Regions from separate parts of the Mus musculus genome. Here region 2 is linked to region 1. Evidence: chromatin contacts called from public HiChIP or PLAC-seq data. All regions are on one chromosome and are shown on one strand. The core of a region is the stretch at or near the end of the contact, and the rest is flanking DNA. Distances in the headings are between cores, read along the strand shown. Region 1 holds the start of Il6ra (interleukin 6 receptor, alpha). Region 2 holds the start of Pbxip1 (pre B cell leukemia transcription factor interacting protein 1).

Evidence for each region. HiChIP or PLAC-seq counts read pairs in DNA pulled down with a chosen protein or histone mark.
Region 2: an HNF4G HiChIP or PLAC-seq map of pancreatic cancer cells shows a contact between it and region 1. The contact joins the promoter of Pbxip1 here to the promoter of Il6ra in region 1. A contact is called at or near these places in 8 of 39 promoter capture datasets (the C10 cell line, the HPC-7 cell line, cranial neural crest and 4 more) and 2 of 115 datasets of contacts at active chromatin or transcription factors (memory CD8 T cells and pancreatic cancer cells).

Annotation. Positions count from the first base shown.
Region 1 is chr3:89,911,128-89,914,798 of GRCm38.p6, forward strand. Il6ra (interleukin 6 receptor, alpha) reads right to left here and starts at 2,069. Exons shown (of 10, transcript NM_001310676.1): 1 at 1,828-2,069. The coding sequence starts at 1,912.
Region 2 is chr3:89,435,066-89,438,736 of GRCm38.p6, forward strand. Pbxip1 (pre B cell leukemia transcription factor interacting protein 1) reads left to right here and starts at 1,639. Exons shown (of 11, transcript NM_146131.2): 1 at 1,639-1,715. Pygo2 (pygopus 2) reads left to right here. Exons shown (of 3, transcript NM_001293768.1): 3 at 1-66.

The sequences.
Region 1 (3,671 bases), core at 819-3,318:
GTGTGTGTGTGTGCGTGTGCTGAGCTATCTCGCCTGCCCATATATATATGTTTATGTATATCTTCCACCCATGGGTTCCCCCCCAGAGAGCCATCTCCATCTGGCCTCACTTCTCTAAAGCCAAACATCTCAGTCATTTGCTCCACACTTCCTGTTTGGTGCTTGTTTCTTGATTGTCACTCTCCAGTTTGTAGCTGTGCAAGTGTGGGTGTGGGAGATGGGCTGGGGACTTCTCTGCCTCTTCCTTCTAAACTGGCAGGGCTTTCACTTCCTCCCCAGACTCCCAGTTCTGCCTTCTAAAGGCTGTTTGGGTCAGAAGACACCCCCACCCTTGGGTGTCCTTTCTGAACCACAGGAAAACAGAACTCGCTGTCTCCGAAGTGCCTTGCAGCTCCTTAGGAACAAAGGGAAGTGGTGGTGGGGGCGCTGGGGTATGTTGAGTAGTAACTGAGACAGGCAGAGAGGCCCAGTCCTGCTCTCCCAAGATGGAAGAGAGGACCTCAGTCCTGCCTGGCACCATGAACAGCTAAGCGGGGATCTTCTCTTTCATCAGTGTCTTCTCCCCCAGAATCCCACCAGATGATAGTGGTGCTCAGCCTACCCCAGACGCCCTCAGCTGTACCCACAGGAGAACACTGAGACACGGAGGGGCCTGATGCTTCCCATTGCATCTCTCTGAACCTCAGGCTCCTCCCAAAGCTTTATGTCAATCCTGTAGAGGATTAAAAACGTGTAAAATACAGGGTGGGTTAATACCTGAAATCCCAGCACTCAAGAGATAGAGGCAGAAGAGGCACAAGTTTGAGGCCAGCCTGGGTTATGGGAGAGCCTGTCTAATATATATATATATTTTCTTTATATATATATATATAAAGAAAATATAGGTAGGGGTAACAAACCAAGCTTGAGGAATTCTACCTTCCAGGCAGAAAGAAAGCCTGGAAGCCACTGTCCCCACGACCAGCACAGGATAAATCTCCCCCATGTCCTTTGGCTCTTTCTATGTTGTTGAATAAGCCCTCAGCCCCTAAAATAACCTGTAGAGAAGCAGTCTCCCAGTTCCTCCAGAAGAGACCAGGCAGGCTGCTGGGCCTGAAGCCAGAGCCCACAGAGAGGCCTAGACCTACAAGGCAGAGTGCAAGGAAGGTAAACACAGTGCCCCTACCCTACCCTCCGCCTGGTCCACCTGCTAATCAGGGAGGGCTGGGGCAGGGGGCGGAGGCACAGTTCCAAGAGGTCCCACATCCTTTGCTGTCAAACTCACAGGATTGGGATGGATGTGGGTGTTGGCATTCTGCATGCTAGGGCTAGTTGGCTAAAGGAGTAAGTTTGTGAGGCGGGAACACCCATGACTCAGAGCCCATGATGTCAGACCCTTCACCGTCGGGTCACTGTCATTACACACGACATGGAATGTAGTAGAACTAAGGAAAGCCACGCGAGGTGCCACAACTAAAGCAGAGAGAGCCAGTGGCATAAAGGACTCTCCAGAAGGGACTACTACTGTTCCACTAGGGCGCGCCCTCTGGGTATCTCTTTTTGGAGCGACCCGGGATGCAGTTGAGTAAGACTGGGAACACTGGGAACCAGACACCAGAGTCAGGTTTCAGGAAAACACACTGTCCTGTACTCAGACTTGAGGTAACTGGCCAGACACAGACAGGAGCACGCAGTTATAGGCGCTAGACGCAACAGGGGGCGCGCGAACCTCCACCGCGTCAGCACAGGTGAGTCAGCCCAGGCTAGCAGCCGGTACCGGCGGGGCTCACTCTGCGAACGGAACCAGACAGTGTCACATTCCCCACGCCCGCTCCGGGTTCCTCTTACCCAGCGCGCGGCAGCTCCCGAGGACCAGCGCGACCGCGGGCGCGGCCAGCAGGGCGACCAACAGCGTGCAGCCGACGGTCAGCATGCTTCCTTCTACGCGGGACGGCGGGCGGCAGAGCGGCTCCGCAGCCGGGGCCGGGCGGCCGGCAGACTGGGGCAGCGAGAGCAGTCGCCCTCGGCCTCGGGCTCCACACTCAGCTCGCACTGCGAGCGCTCGCCCCGGCGTGGCTCAGATCGGTGTGGGCGCGACTTCCCACATGCACGTGACACACAGCAGCCGGCCGTCCTGGCAACAGTGAAACATTTGAGGAACCGGTGCTGAAGCTCCTCTTGGCAGCCCCGGCTCGCGGTTACGAAAGCCCAGTAGGATGGCGCAATCGGCCAGCGCTCCGGGCCACCGGAGGGGGTTACTTCCTGCAGCCGCGCCACACCTGAGCCCCCAGGGACCCCCACCAGGGCCCCTCCCCAGGTTTTGACGCTGAGATAAGGAGAAATATCCCCCTCCTTCCTTCCATCCGCGCCTCCGCTTGAGTTTTGCTTTCATGAGCGCCAGCCAGTGGCTCTGGCTGTTAAAGTAGAAGGCAGGTCAGTGTCCTGGGTGCTTACGGGAATCAAACAGGGAATCCGAAAAGACACCGATGTCTGCTTCGAGCCCAGAGATTGTGATTTAATTGGTCTGAAGGAAAACTTAGGCGTCCATAACCTGAGAAAAAGATTTCCTCTCATCTTCCAGTGGAGGAGCAGCTCTTTGAAGGCTACTGCAGAGGCAACGAAACCAGTGTGCGCTTTTGAGTCTGGCCCAGAGACACATGTGTTACCCTCCTCAAGATTGCTATCCCGATCCGGAAGTCTCAGTTTTCTCACCTATTAGAGATGTATTTTTAAGCCCATGATAAAGATTCCTGGAAACACTGTCGATGTACCTGGAGCCTAACTGCTCAACAAGGAGTAGGGCTTTGATTACCCATCATGACTTGACTGGACACAAAGGAACCGGCGTTTGCTATTTACCAGACTCCACCAAGGTTCCCTTCCAAGCTACAGAGCTTGAAGCTACAGGGCAGCTTCCCATGCAAATGCAGAGGGAAAGAAACACACTGAAAAGAAAATTTAGGGCTGGTGAGATGGCTCAGCGGTTAAACGCACTGACTGACTTCCGGAGATCATGAGTTCAAATCCCAGCAACATGGTAGCTCACAACCATCTGTAATGAGAAACAAATAAAACCTATGGGCCTGAGCGAGCCGGGCCGGAGCAAGAGGGAGAAGGGAAGGGATAAGAAAAAAAAAAGAAAGAAAAGAAAATGTAGATGGGGAGCCCTGGACCTACACCAGTATGTTTTAATGTATTCTTCCATTTCAGGGTTCAGCTGATTAGAGTCCATGGGGCAACTGGAATGTGTGTGTGCTGGCTGAACCCCTAAATAAGACATGACCTTATTTAAGCAACATGCTGGCCTCAGACCTAGGCATCCACCGCTCTCTGTGGATGTCAGAACCAAACCTGTACCCAGGACAATGGGATTGGTTTTGATGGCACTTCCTCAGCCACGCTATAAGTCGGAGAGAAAGGCATGGTTGTTCTCTCTCCCTGTGGTGGGGCAGGCATTTGGGAAGCAGAAGCAGGTGAATAGCTGTGAGTCTAAGGCCCTGTCTAAAAAAAATACATATTTTTTTCTCCTGCTATTTAAAATGGGATTAAATAGCAAGAGGATGTGGTAGTACACACCTGTAATCCCAAAACTCTGGAGGCTGAGGCAGGAAGATCCAGAGTTCGAGGCAAGCATAGTGGAACTTGCCCTATCTTAAAAATATAATTAATTTCCAACAGACTCTCATTGTGCT
Region 2 (3,671 bases), core at 389-2,888, 480 kb before region 1:
TGGCAGGGATGTGGTTACAGGATCTTTTTGTACGGTTGGATTAATAAAATGACTTGAAAATCCAAACAAGGACTCCTTTGTTCATCCGCAGAACCGTTAGGCTGAGCCCCTGCTAGCGGGGATGCCTAGAGCCTGAGGCTGTCCCTGCTCAAGCTACTGAGCTGAGCAGGTTCCCAGCCTCCCTGTTCCACTTTGTAGATCCTCAATGTGGGAACCTCCGCTTTTGGAGCAATTCTTGGGCTAGTCGGAAGCCAGATGGGGTTGGAGCCAAGGCCTCTGGCATCAGGGCCTGAGCTCTGGATTTAAACCTTCCAGTTCCCTTGCGTCCAGAGTTTTTATTTCAGACATTTATTTGGGGTGCCCAAGGAGGTGACAGGTGAAGATACTTTGGGCTGACCTGAGGATCTGAGTTCAATCTCTGAAACCCATGGGTGGAAGGAGAGAACTGACATGGCAGCTTGCCCTCTGCCCTGTGTCCCACGGCTGGTATGTATCCTCACACACAAGTAAGGTGGGGTTTTTGTTTGTTTGTTTGGTTGGTTGGTTTTAAATATGAGTTTTCAGGCTGGATGGCTCACCAGTTAAGAACTCCTGTTTTTTTCCAGAGGACTCAGGTTCAAGTCCCAGCACCCACGTGGCAGCTCACAACCATCTGTAACTCTAGAATGCTACAGCCATGCTGGCAAAACACCCATCCACATAAAAATTTGAAATTTCTTAAATGCTTCCCCTTCCATTTTACAGATGACAGACAGCGCTCCACTGCTGGGTCACATCCAGCCCTGACTTTAATTTGTGGATGCTTTTCTGCCTCGGTTCTTCCATTGTTTTTGTTTGAGTTTTTTTTTTTTTTTTTTTTTTTGCTTTTGTTTTAGTTTGGTTTTGGTTTGGGATTTGTTTAGTAGCCCAGGCTGGACTTCAACATCCACTTCTTCAGTCTTTCCAGTGGTGGGATTATAGCACCTCCCTCCATTAATTTTTTAAAAATTTATTATCTTGTGTCTGTATGATCTCTTGAGGTGCAAACATGTGCACACGTGGAGGTTTTACCCAGCTAAGACATCCCACAGGGTGTGCGTGTGCATGTGTAGCAGGATCTCACTATGTAGCCCTCACTGGCCTGGAACTCACTATATATAGATTTGGCTGATATCAAACTCAAGAGATCCACCTGCACACCTGCCTCTGTCTCCCAGGAGCTGGCACCACCATGCTTGGCCGTCTTCCATATCCAAAGTAGTGGCATCCTTAGTCTGCATTGGGGCGGATAAGAGTGGTGAGAGGGCTATTTCTAAACCCACAACTTGCACTGGACCCCATCCCCCATCCTACAGCTGTCTCTGTCTATCCTGGGACCAACATGGCACCTGGTCCTTGCCCCCTCATCAGACAGCACCTTTCAGTTTTAGGTCTTCCTACTAGACACTAGACACTGAGAAAAGAGGGGAGGTCTCCCAAATTTACTTTGCTGGAGACCAAATTGCCCACCAAAAAAGATAAACCAAGGGAGAGAGGTACTGCGTAGACCTTCTCTCCCCTGCCTGGGCGTTCAAGTCCAGCTTTTCATTGGTCAAAAGTTCCCCCTCACCCCCCCCCCCCGCGGGGAAGTCGACTTTTCACTGGTCAAACACTAGCCACGTGACTCCCCTCTTGTCTTCCTGGGCTGGGAGGTTGCAACAAGTTAAGCTGAAGACTGAAGCGAGGAGCTGGGTCAGGTAAAGGAGTCCTTGCCGGGAAGGGGCGTTACAGACTCCCACTTTATCCCCAGATAACAAAAGAGGGCAAAGCTGTATAAAAGGAGTGGGCAGCCCCGGCGTCCACATACTGCCCAACACAGGACCGAAGGGCGGGGAAGGAGGGAGACAGATGATTCCGAAGCAGGAACTCAGGCAAGTTTTTGTGGTCCCAGGTCCTTCCCTTTAAAGGTCAGACAGAGAAGGAAGTTAGAGACAATCAAGGGCATATCAAACCAGACTTCCCAGTTTTGTGCAGACTGGGAACACTCTCTTTTTTAGAAACAGCAGAAGTTTTTGTGAAATCCTGCCTGAGTGAAAAGGGGAGAGAGAGTAGTGGGTGGGTTTTCTTCTTAGAGGTCAAAGACTGCCCTAAAATCACAGCTGGGAAGGGTGGCAGCTAAGTGGGCTCTGGATTGCTTAGACAGGCTTCCTAATAAGGTATTAATGTGCCGATGTGCCGGCCTGGGAAAGCGGGGATGCTTTTTGGTATCAAGGGTTGGGACCCCGAGTGCAGGGGTTCTAGGAAGACTTCTGCTTCAGTTTTAGGTTTGTCTTGTTGACCTAAATACCATACCATTGCCGATTTCCATGGAGACGATGGGTCTGACATCACCCTGGTTGCCATGGTGCTGAGTTCTGGAGGACCTGAGCAGGCTGTAAACAGCCAGGGATAAACAGGGACCTCTGCTCTAGCTGCTGTGGCCACTTCCTTCCTGCTGCCACCTGTTAACAGTCACACACAGCAACTGGGGATGGCAGGACAGTGGAGGGACTGAGAGCCAAAAGCTGAAGGAAGATGGCTGTGTGGGTGTCACTAGAAGAAGGGGGTGGGGAGTTCGGGGTTTTTTGGGGACTTGGTATAGGGAAGTCATTGCAATTGTTTTGTCCCTGTGTGGGATGGGTATCAGTGTCTAGGAGACATGAGCATTGTGGAAGACACCACTAGATGTCCTTTACCTATCTTGGGCCTGAATCTTGCCCAACAGGAGCCACAGGATTTTTTTTTTTTTTAATGATTTATTTATTTAATGTAAGTACACTGTAGCTGTCTTCAGACACACCAGAAGAGGGAGTCAGATCTCGTTAGGGATGGTTGTGAGCCACCATGTGGTTGGTGGGATTTGAACTCAGGACCTTCGGAAGAGTAGTCTGGTGCTCTTACCTGCTGAGCCATTTCACCAGCCCCAGAGCCACAGGGTTTTTTAAGGCAATCATGCAGGACTTAAACCCAGTGGGAGTAGTTGGGGAGCATTTGGCTGGTACAGTCAAATTTCACATTCTGCCTTTTCTGCCAGTGGGTCAGCTAGCTGTCTGTCACTCCATCCTCTTACTTGATCCCGGTTGCACCGCCCTAGCCCAAGGGCACAGCCTTGCTTTATGCTGGTCTTTGGAAGTAGAGGGTGATACCTTAACCCCAGCTGCCCTTAGCTGTGATTAGCAAGGGACAGGATCAGAGACCCAGTTCCCCACCCCCCATTTTGCAGATCTTAATGTAATTTATCGATGGTAATTGCCACAACCCCCGCTCCTCCACTTCTCCCCAGTCACTTTCAAGATCCCAGAGATCAACCTGTACAATTTAAGGTTGAGAGGGAGTGACCCAAGTGGGCCGCTGGGCCCTACAGTATTGGAAAACTTCCTTCCTGCTCACTCCAGTGGTAATCCTAGCTGAGCCCTGCACAGCCAGTGCTGAGAACCCCTAAACCGGTAGTCCCTAACCTTCCTAACGCTGCAACCCTTTAATACAGTTCCTCATGTTGTGGTGACCCCCAACTGTGAAATTATTTCGTTGCTACTGCAGAACTGTAGTTTTGCTGCTGTCACAAATCCTAGTGTAAATCTCTGATACGCAGGATATCTGGTATGTAAGCCCTGTGGGATGTCGACTCACAGGTTGAGAACCACTGTCCTAAGTGCCCCAGTGTGTGGAGGACT